2 separate regions of the Hordeum vulgare genome follow, and region 1 is linked to region 2. A link is a contact called in public Hi-C data. All regions are on one chromosome and are shown on one strand. Each heading gives the region's core, a stretch centred on a gene start, on an enhancer-like site or on the middle of the called end of the contact. The rest is flanking DNA. Distances are from core to core; before and after follow the strand shown.

Region 1 (6,215 bases), core at 1,550-4,049, 350 kb before region 2:
AAGCCATCAGGAATTAAGCACTATATATTTTGCTTACAACTTAACGTCTCTCTGTCTAATGAGAGTCATAACCATTGTTTATAAGGCGAGTTAAGGCAAAAGCACCAACCGCCCTGACACCTAACCGACACCTAGGCACCTAAAGCGGGCATAATTGCAAGGCATTGCCTGGGCACCTTGCGGCCTAAGCGTCGCCTAAGCATCCAACGCGGGACACCTTATAAACAATGGTCATAACATCCATACATATTCACACATAAATGCATATGTATCTGGCACAGCTGGTTATATTTTGACGATTGGTTCTGAGGAAAAGGTTTCAGTCAACTATGGCGTGTGGAGTCCTGAATTAAAACATGACACAACTCTACTATAAGCAACAATACTTATCCCAGGTATGGAGTCCATACTTAATACATGGTAGAAAATTAGGTAACTCCTTTACGAATGCAAAAAAAGATCGCAAGAAGTACTTACAAGAGCCAAGAAATCTGTTGCTTCTTTAAAAATCTCTCTGAATCTGTCGTCATCAAACCATCCAAATTTTGTTATACGGCATGCAAGCTGAATTAGGGAAATAGTCACGAAGTTCTGCAATTTAGGTCCTCTTGACGCTAGGTAGTTCATGACATAATTCCCTTCACACAGATTACAAATAGATTAGTCTTTGATTAGCGACAAAACGATGGCGCAGAGCACAAGTGTGTTAGGGAGGATACAGATAAATAAGTTATCTATTTCAGCTAAAATGCATAAACATAAAAAATTTGAGATAAATGAACATAGACACTTCTCCCTTCCAGGTATGCTACAGAAGCACAAAAAAAGGTAAGGATAGAGTGCGTAAATTATCATGTGAGCTTTGTAATAAACATAAATGTCTTTAAGGACAAATAAAAATAAGCTGTGAATCAAGGAAACGTGAATCAAGGAAACGATAAAACCTATTCATTTGGTAACTTATACTTAACATCTGTAAATGCCCAACTACTTTGCATGTTTACATGGCAAGTATGTCACACAACTTGTAAGTGAACGTGAACATATAGAAAGAGATATAAATGCCAACATGTCATGCAGATGTAACAGTTGAAAGAACCAAAACTTGATGCCATGCAATATATGTTGTCAGAAAAGAAACATTACGGATATCGAGGCGCAATTGCAGAGAAAGACTGCGATCTGAGACTTGCTTCACCAAGCTTGTACTGGCCAACATCAAGGCATATGGAGTTGACGCATTGTCCAATATATATTGGCACTGCGAAATGTAGTCACTGTTCTCTGAGAAGCACTTGAGCGTGCTTTCTGCATGTGCTCTCTCAGCCGAGTCTCTAGAGTTGTAAAGCTTTTCGCACAACACCTCTAACTGTGCTAGGCTCTCCATTGAAGACATGAACAAGGAGCTCCAAATTTCCGTTCGATCAAATATCCAGGATTAATATGCCACCAGGTTCTGAATTAATATCCACGAATTTGCATGAATGGTCATCACAAACTTAAATTTAATGCATTAGGTAGTCGCTTCAGTAGGGAACTTAAAAAGTACCATAAAAGCTCTGAAGCTGAAATATATGATTCTAGCACATGAAGAAGGATTGTCACAATACATTCATATTACAAGAGAAATGTTCCAACAACAGAGTTTCTCAGGTACAGTCTTTTCAGTGAAGCTTAATCAAAGATTAAGACACGAGACACAAGAGAAAACACCTAACAAACACTTAAATCGCCAATACCGGCCACAATCAGCCTGGGGTAGAGTGATCTGCACGGATGGAAATGCGAGACTCAGTGATGGCTAAAGAAGCACAATGATAAAATAATCATCTACCAAGAAGTTTCTGTTGCATTTTCTAAAATGCACAAGTGCGCTCTAACACAAACATCCAGGGGTACAGTAAAACATAATGGCAGAGTGGAGACCTTGAAAATAACTAAATGATGCATCTGCTAAGCCATCCTATTTTACAGAGCACAAACAAATACAAATACCAGATCAAAGGTATTGAACAGCACGATGACATGATAAGCTTACAGTATTTTGAACAGGAAATGCATGCTGCATTTGCTATGCAAATTATTCATATAATACCCATTTCAGTATATATGCAAATCGGCAGAAGAATCACAACACTAGAACCTTGTAGCTTCATCCCCTAACCGCCAAATCACCCATCCGATTGCAACACAATAGCGTCAATGCATCAAAACCGTTCTACTTCGCCTCCTTATCCAAGAATCTAAGCACAGCACGAGCCACGAGAAAGCAAAGCCGAAGATCCGATCATCATCAGAGAACAAACCAAGCTATCATCTACCCATAAACGACCACGTAAGCATCCTCGGGAGATCCGGCGAACTCCCAACACGTCGAGATCCCCCGAACCCCGAGCGACCCCGCCGTGAACGCGCCGAATTTCACAGCATTCCAATCCTAAAACTCCGGAACGAGCACCGCGGCGGCGGCCTGAGCTACCACCGCGGGCCCGATCGAGCGCCCCGCGCTGAGGCGAGGCGAAATCGCGGCACAGGCAACTCTATGGTAGACGTCGGAGAGCAAAAGCATCGCGGTCGCGGCGATCGAGGGCTTGCCGGACCTACCTTATCCCCGTGCCTGCGGAGTCCGCGGAGGTCACTGTCCGACGGCGGCTGTGGTGGCTAGGTCTAAGGCTGCCGTCTCGGCGTGGGGATCGGAGGCGTGCGTTTTTGGGTGAGGGAGGTGTGTGGAAAACGGAAATGAGGAAGCTAAATAGGAGGGAGGACGACGGGGTGGGGGTGGGGTGGAGAGCGTGTGTGCGACTGTGCGTGCAGCGGTGGGGGAGTGGGAGGCGATGATGTTGCGGCGCTGTGGTGTGCCGGGGACGGGAAGTGATGGGCCGGGTTGGACTTTGCGTCTCGAGATTTCTCCTCTAGGGTTCGTCCACGCACGAACGCATCATCACTTCTTCTTTTTCTTTGCTGCTTACGACAACTATTATTTCCTTTTTCTCTTCGTTTTACACAAAGTGCGGGTTGCTGCAAGATTCTAGATGTAAGCCTATATTTATTGGTTTGTTCTCAAAAAAGAAAAGTCTATATTCATTGGGAAACGATTTCCGTCAACGGGTTGATAATCATAGTGTGCTTGTCACCTTTGTTGTGTGTCACGCGTAAATACAAGTTGCAAGTATCTGTTCCAACGATAATGGTGTTGTTTTAAATCTTGGCGGTGAACGACTCTATTGTAATGCGATACGGCTTCGTTTTGTAGAAATAATTCTGCAACAAGTTTCTGCTGCAAAATCAAAATCCGCAACAAGACAGCTGTTGCGGAAAAAATAAAAAATAAATAAAAATTGTGCAACAAAATGTATGTTGCAAAAGAAAATTTGCAATAACAGAGTTGTTGCAAAAAAATGTAACAATATGTTTGTTGCAAGAAATTTCGCAACAAGGCATGTGTTCCAACGATAGATGGTAACGCTCACCTGCTTGATGAGTCAAATCTGACGGTTCGCGACCGGACGATCTTTCAAAAAAATCAACCGACAAACGTGTAGTGCGTCGATTTATTAAGGAAGCTTTAGAATTAAACCGAGTGATTTCTACATGGCACAAACCTTCTCGAGTCGTTGGATTTCACGGACGTGTCGATGTGCTCGGCCGTCAGAACACCTAAACACGTTTTTGTCGGGGCACGCTGGTGCGTGGTTGCCCTTTGTCCATGTTCGTTTTTAACATCCATGCGATGTGGTCCCTTCACCCTTTTGGCGAGTGTGGCCTTCTATTGCCATGGCTTGCTTTTTTGCATGGCTATGTTCGTATTGCCTCCACCGAGTATTTTGCATGTCTGTTGTCATGTATTTTGCATGCGTGTTGTCATGCTAGTGTATGATGTCATGTACACAGGGCATGAACTATGAAAGCATTAGCAAATGATGGTCGCATTCCCTTCACTTAGGCTCTATTGTTCGATGAAACTATCACCCAACTGTAGCACGAGCAGCCAAGGGACATATCTACCTCACTCTTTCTTTCCTCCCTACTTTCTTCTGTCTTTCCCTCTTTTCTTATGTCTCTCGTGCTTTCTATCGACAAAGTTGCGGACTCTTTTGCAGGCTACTCTGAGAGCATGTGAGACTACTATTCTTGTCATTCGAGCCTACGTGGCCTGCAAGGCAGCTAGCTAAGGTGATGTGTTGGCCATGGCCTTGATGGAAAACCACAAGACACCACTAGCATTTAAAAAAATTGACACCACAATTATTGTTATTGTACAAAGATTGAGTAGCCATATGTTGTATTTGCCAAAACATGTATGTTTTATTATTATTATTATACAAATTAGTGGGTGTGTTGATGTGAATACGGAGGGTTGCATGTTATGATGCCCCCCGGAGTGTCTCCTACAACTTTTGTTTTGTATTGCAAGCGTTTTTTACTACCATGCTACATACGTTCAATGTTTTTGTTATCGGCATTTTGGCTACATCCAAATGAGATTGTTGCATAGGTGGATGACCAAAAGCACCCGGTTAACCCATAAGCAACCTCAAGAAGGTATTGCTACTTTATGAGCTAGAGAAGGTGTTGCTACTTTATGCGCTAGACATGTGACGCTGCAAAGCCGGAAGACTACTTGTACAAGATGAAAGCATAAAAATGTTGCCATCCGATGGCCACTTTTTCCCTATAAAATCGAACAACCATGCCGCAAAGACCGTCGCACGGTGATGCGTCTTCAATGTATCTATAATTTTTATATTTTAAATGCTACTATATTATCAATATTAGATACTTTATATGTAATTTTATATCAATTTTGAGAACTAACCTATTAACCCAGTGTTTAGTGCTAGTTATTGTTTTCTGTCTATTTTTTGTTTTACAAAAAATCAATACAAAAGGGAGTCCAAACATCGCGAAATTTTTTGACATTTTTTTCTCGACCAGAAGACAGTCTAGAAGCTTCAGGGGAGGGCATAAGACCTACGAGGAGACAACAAGGCAACAGGGCATGTCGTGGGGGTAGAGTGCGCCTGATGTCTTGTGGGCTCCTGCTACTTGTGAGCTCTGTTGAGGTTTTCCCCGAAGAGGAAGGGTGAAGCAATATAGTAGCGATAAGTATTTCCCGCAGTGATAACTGACACGTCTCCGACATATCTATAATTTTTAATTGTTCCATGCTATAATATTACCATTCTAGTATGCTCTAGGGTGTTTATACACCAATTAATATTATTTTTGAGCACTAACCCGTTAACTCAGTGCCTAGTGCCACTTGTTGTTTTGTGCATGCCTTTGGCTATTCAGGTTTACAATTTCAAAAGGAGTCCAATTGCCACGAAACTTTTTTATAATTTTTTTACCAAAAGAATACATGGAAGCTTCGGAAGGAGACCAGACGTTGCACGAGGGAAGGAGCACACAACAAGGCGCGCCCAGGGGGGTGACCGCACCCTGATGTGTGTTGCCTCCCTCGTGTGGCCCCCGATGTCCCTCTCTAGCCTATAAATCCTAAAATATCCCAAAACCATACGAGAGCCACTAGAAACACTTTTTCCGCTGCCGTAAGTCTTTTTTCCGTTGTGTGCGCATTTGGAGTCCTCTCGGAGGAGGATCGATCACGTAAGGCCTCTACATCAACCTTGTTGCTCCCATGGTGATGTGTGACTAGTTTATCACAGACCTACGGGTCCTTAGTTAGTACCTAGATTGCTATCTCTCTCTCTTGATCTTCAGTAAAATGATCATCACATCTTCGCTTTGATCTATCTCATGTAAAAAAATTGTGCAGTGCGTTTGTTGGGATCCGATGAATCATGGGTTTATGTTCAGATTATTCATGAATCATGATAAAGATTTGATTCTTCTGTGAATTCTATTATGATTCTTATTTGCATGACTATTATAGCTTCGTAAATCTCTCCGACTTATTAAAATAGTTTGGCCAACTAGAATGATATTTCTTCAGTGAGAGGGGTGCGTTGTAGTGGGTTCAATCTGGCGAAGTTCTATATCCCAGTGACTGGAAGGGACAAGGACACGTCTTTGTATTATTGCCACTAAGGATAAAACGACGGGGTTAATTCATATTGATTGGGTTTTTCTTTGTCTACATCATGTCATTGTTTTCCAGGCATTACTCTCTTTTATTTAATACTCTAGATGCATGATTGATAGTGGTTGATGGGTAGAGTAATAGTAATAGGTGCAGGCAGGAGTCGTCCTAT
Region 2 (5,856 bases), core at 252-2,751:
CCTTCTGCAACATTGACACCAAATATCGAAAGGTATCCTTCAGAGGCACCACCTGCCCATCAAGGCTAACATCCTCCTCCTCGTGTCTAGCAGTACTGAAAGGGCACCTCGTGTACTCAATTTTAGTCCTACTAAGTCTAATTTTTTTCGATTTCCAAGGTTTGTCTTCATAACTCCAACTTCCTGTTAACCCTCATCCGACTATCATCGACTAGCACCACATCGTCTGTAAAGAGCATACACCATAGAATATCTCCTTGTATATTCCTTGTGACCTTATCCATCACCAAGGCAAAAAGATAAGGGCTCAAAGCTGACCCCTAATGCAGTTATATCTTAATCGGGAAGTCATCAATGTCACCATCACTTGTTCGAACACTTGTCACAACATTATTGTACATGTCCTTGATGAGGGTAATGTACTTTGCTGGGGCTTTGTGTTTCTCCAAGGCCCACCACATAACATTCCGCGGTATCTTATCATAGGCATTCTCCAAGTCGATGAACACTATATGCAGGTCCTTCTTTTGCTCCCTATATCTCTTCATAAGTTGTCGTACCAAGAAAATGGCTTACATGGTCGACCTCCCAGGCATGAAACCAAACTGATTTTTTGTCATGCTTGTCATTCTACTTAAGCGGTGCTCAATGACTCTTTCCCATACCTTCATTGTATGGCTCATCAGTTTAATTCCACGATAATTAGTACAACTCTGAACATCCCCCTTGTTCTTGAAGATTGGTACTAATATACTCCGTCTCCATTTTTCTGCCATCTTATTTGCCCGAAAAATGAGATTAAATAGTTTAATTAGCCATACTATCGCTATGTCCCGAAGCCTCCCTACACCTCAATGAGGATACAATCAGGACCTATCGCCTTGCCACCTTTTATCCTCTTTGAAGCCTCCTTGACCTCCGACTCCTCGGTTCACCGCACAAAACGTCTGCTAATATCATCAAAGAAGTCGTCCAGTTCAATGGTAGAGCTCTCGCTCTCCCCTTTACCTGCGCTAAATAAACCCTAACCAGGTATGGTCCCTATGCTCTAGATCTTGGAACCGTGATCAGTACACAGAAAGAGCGGCAACAGAAGAAAATGGGCGAGGTGGGTACTGACTGACGAGGAGGGTGCGGGAGAGCGGCCAGCGCTGGGCGCGCCCAACGATGGAGAAAGGGAGCCAGTGCGTGGGGATGAAGGAGTGCAGCAGCGACACCGTCGCGATGCCCCCGATCGTCGAGGCCTCCTCCGCGGTCCACTGGAACCCGCCTAGGCCCCCGCCGCCAGCGTCCATCACCCGATACACCGACGCGTGACGGACGCCGCCACCCACACACCGCCGGTACGCGAGCTGCGGTGGCCTCTTCTCTTTTGCTGTTTTACCTCTCGCAACCGTCTCGCTAGGTGTCTCCGGTGCGCGCGGCCGTGTGGTGCGAGATCTGGGAGGAGGAGAAGGAGGCGTGGAGTGGGAAGCGGGCGAAAGGGGCTCGCTGCCGCGATGTTGGTGCTGGTGGGGTCCGTTGCTGTTCGTTTCTGAGCCTATTTTCCAACTTTCTTTTTTTATGTACTAGCAAATTTTATGTACTAGTAAATATGTCTGTGTGTTGCAACGAAAAATAAAAATATTATGTTATAGTCAAATAAATATGGTTCAATACTCTGACATATGAACGTTCTTTATTTTTCTATTTTACCCCGATGGCCCATCATATTATCATTTTTCTATTTTACCACGATGGCCCATCATATTACCATTTATCTTTTTTATCATTCTCGTTGATGATGGCCGCGGTATCCATGTTATTGAATTTTGCCGATTTATTCTCACTTATCTTTTTTAAATGCATGGACAATTTTTATGATTTCATGATTTGTTTTTTGAAAACTCGAATTTTAAAATACAGAATTTTGCAAAATCTTGAATTAATTTATAGAAGAAAAATAAATTGAAATAAGAAACATTTTATATTTTTCAGTATATATTTGTTGAAATTGTGAATTCTTTTATAATATGCAAACAATTTTTTGAAAATCATAAACAATTTTGAATTCTGCAAACATTTTATGATTTTCTGATCCTTCTTTTGAGTTCCTAGACATTTTATGATTTCATGAACATTTTTTTTTATGTTTTGAATACATGATCATTTACAAATCATGAACATTTTGTATTTTCTGAATATATTTTTGGAGATTGTGAATTCTTTTATAATATGTGAATATTTTTTTTAAATCATCAACATTTCTAAATCCATGAACATTTTATGATTTTTGGAACCTTTTTTAAAAATTCCCAAACATTTTATGATTTCATGGGTATTTTTTTCAAAACTCGAAAGCGTTTTAAAATCATCAACAATTTCTGAATCCGTGAACATTTTATGATTTCCTGAACCTTTTTTGAATTCCTAAACATTTTATGATTTCATGAACATTTTGTCTCAAAGAAATCAGATGGGAAAGGAGTAGGTTCACGGATCGAACTTGGGACTCCTCGATGGAGTAGCGGCGCTCCATCCAGTAGGCCAAGCTAGTCGTTGTTATCTGCAAGGTCTCTTCCTATAAGTACCGATCCGGACGGTGACTTTGACAGGAAAGAAAATTGAATCATTTTTACTTATGGGTGACATAGTGGGTAATTTAATACAGTATTGGGGGCAATTTTAATGACGTGCGACCAGAAACACTATTTGCTTTATTATTAGGTAGAGATTTGCTCACTTTTTCATGGTAACATTTTTTTAACCGTAGTTCTACGGTGATTTCATTAAAAATAAATATGTACATACAAGGTTCAAAACAAAAGTAAACCCTAACCAATTCCTACTCTAGGAAAGTGAAAATGACGTGGATGTCGCCTAGAGGGGGGTGAATAGGCGCTTTAAAATAGTTAAGGTTTAGGCTTGAACAAATGTGGAATAAAACTAATCGTTTAATATGTCAAGCACAAAACCTACAAACAACTAGGCTCACCTATGTGCACCAACAACTTATGCTAAGCAAGATAAACAACTAAGTGATAGCAAGATATATTACAATAAAGAATATGTCTATCACAAAGTAAAGTGCATAAGTAAAGGGTTCGGGTAAGAGATAACCGAGGCACGGGGAGACGATGATGTATCCCGAAGTTCACACCCTTGTGGATGCTAATCTCCGTTAGAGCGGTGTGGAGGCACAATGCTCCCCAAGATGCCACTAAGGCCACCGTAATCTCCTCACGCCCTCGCACAATGCAAGATGTCGTGATTCCACTAAGGGACCCTTGAGGGCGGTCACCGAACCCGTACAAATGGCAACCCCTTGGGGGCGGTCACCGAACCCGTACACGTGGCAACCCTTGGGGGCGGTTACCGGTACCCGTACAAATTGCTCGGGGCAATCTCCACAACCTAATTGGAGACCCCGACGCTTCCCGGAGCTTCACACCACACTGATTGAGCTCCGAGACACCACCAAGCTTCTAGGACGCCAAAGCATCCACGAAGAACAATATCAAGGGTACTAAGTACCAAAGGTAGTAAGCTTCTCAACTTCTCACTTCCACGTATCACCGTGGAGAACTCAAACCGATGCAACTAATGCAATGGCAAGAACACACGAAGTGGTCAAGTCCCTCACACTCAAATCCCTCCACAACAACAAAAGCTATGGAGAAATATGAGAGGAAGAACAAGGAGCTCACAAAGAACTCCAAGATCAAGATCCAAGGGGTTCCCCTCACATAGAGGAGAAAGTGATTGGTGGAGATGTGGATCTAGATCTCATCTCTCTTTTCCCTCAAGAACAAGCAAGAATCATTGGAGGGATAGAGAGTAATCAAGCTCTAAGAATGTCAACAATGGAGATAGAACAAGAGCTCAACAGATGGATAAGACCAAGGGGGAAGAAGACCCCCTTTATATAGTGGGGGAAGGAATCAGACCGTTACCCCCACTTTCTGCCCGAGCTCCAGCGGTACTACCGCTGGCTGCAGCGGTACTACCGCTGGCACTCCAGCGGTACTACCGCTGGCTGCAGCTGTACTACCGCTGGCACTCCAGCGGTACTACCGCTGGGCCCATGGTAGTGCAACGGCACTACCACCGCCAAGAAAGTCTTCGCAAAAAGGTCCGTCCACGAACAACCGCTAGACAGGCGGTACTAAGATCCTGGAGCGGTACTACCGCTGATCAGGGGCGGTACTACCGCCAGTCAGCGGTACTACCGCTAGGGCCAGCGGTACTACCGCCAACTCCAGCGGTACTACCGCTAGGTCCAGCGGTACTACCGCTCGCCACTGAACCAGCCATAACTTTCGCATACGAGCTCCGAATCGAGCAAACCCAAGCTTGTTGGATTCAGGACGACAAGGAAATCTTAAGACCATGCGGTTATGAATATGCCAAAGATCTAGAGATGTGAGATCTCTATGAATGAAGAACCGGCAAAAACTCCAACATCGAAAACATCATAGTAGATGCATATGGACTCCGTTTTCGATGAACTCGAGCTTGTCACGAAGATGACCATAAGCTCTAAAACTCACAAAGAGAAACACCAAACAAGAACCAAGAAGTATGATGCAAGGATGCAAATGGTTTGAGCTCTCAACGAACGATACGATCAAGCTACTCACTTGAGAGCCCCCCTTGATAGAACAACAATCTATCCTAACCAGAAAACCTATGAAGGGCAAACCTATACCTTGCACCTCGTCCTCTTGAGCTAGATGATGATGATCTTGGCTTCCTCAAGATGGACCACCTTTTTTGATTGTGTTGGCTTGATGAAGAGTAGTTGATTTCTCCCCCATACTCACTATGGGTGAGCCACTCTTCAGCATATCTTCACAAGTCCATTGCCACCACAATGGACGGCAAGCTTCAAGCATGCTATCTTCGTGCTGATCCACTTGAACTTGCACATCGCAATCTTGATGACGATCACAACTTGACGTCATACTCCATGGGTTGTATGAGATCTTCCCTTTGACGCAAGCCCATGGAAACACACCTAACCCCCTCATAGAACTCTCACAAAGACCATGGGTTAGTACACAAACACGTAATGGACAATGCTTACCATACCATGGGATCACTTGATCCCTCTCGATACATCTTGTATGCTTTGTGTGTTGATCATCTTGATTTACTCTTTGTCTGAGATCTTGATCAACCATTGATGATGATCACAACTTGACGTCATACTCCATGGGTTGTATGAGATCTTCCCTTTGACGCAAGCCCATGTAAACACACCTAACCCCCACATAGAACTCTCACGAAGACCATGGGTTAGTACACAAACACGTAATGGACAATGCTTACCATACCATGGGATCACTTGATCCCTCTCGGTACATCTTATACGCTTTGTGTGTTGATCATCTTGATTTACTCTTTGTCTGAGATCTTGATCAACCATGTGTCTCTATGACCATTCTTTGGATAATACCTTGAATACCATCTTGGTCATCATATAAACTCCTTGAACCCAACAGATGGACTTCAAGAAGTGCCTATGGACAAATCCTATAAATGTAACTTAAGGCAACCATTAGTCCATAGGAATTGTCATCAAGTACCAAAACCACATATGGAGATATATGCTCCAACAGAAAGTTCATGGAAAATTAAGCTAAGTTATTGTCAATCCAACTCTTGAAGGCCTCTTTCACTACTGGAATCAGAGAATTTGCCATATGTTGCTTCTTTGCCGTCCGCTGGCTGATGGCAAAGACCCTCTTTGCCATTAGCTACCAGAAACCAGACGGCAAAGAGCAGACTCATGGCAAAGATACTCTTTGCCATCACTCTGCTCTTTGCCGTGTGCCAGCTCACGGCAGAGAGCATACATGCAGACGGCAAAAAGCA

Evidence for each region. Hi-C and Micro-C count contacts between places; a contact is called where the count stands out from the background.
Region 1: a contact with region 2 is called in a Hi-C map of leaf, with 8 times the contacts expected there. The contact joins the promoter of LOC123443533 here to the promoter of LOC123443532 in region 2. A contact is called at or near these places in 5 of 6 Hi-C or Micro-C datasets (leaf and seedling) and 1 of 1 datasets of contacts at active chromatin or transcription factors (embryo).

Annotation. Positions count from the first base shown.
Region 1 is chr3H:209,130,797-209,137,011 of MorexV3_pseudomolecules_assembly, reverse strand. It overlaps LOC123443533 (exportin-7-A), which reads right to left and starts at 2,799. Exons shown (of 30, transcript XM_045119941.1): 1 at 2,605-2,799; 2 at 1,550-1,768; 3 at 1,147-1,456; 4 at 478-638. The coding sequence starts at 1,396.
Region 2 is chr3H:208,784,399-208,790,254 of MorexV3_pseudomolecules_assembly, reverse strand. It overlaps LOC123443532, which reads right to left and starts at 1,501. Exons shown (of 3, transcript XM_045119934.1): 1 at 1,121-1,501. The coding sequence starts at 1,295.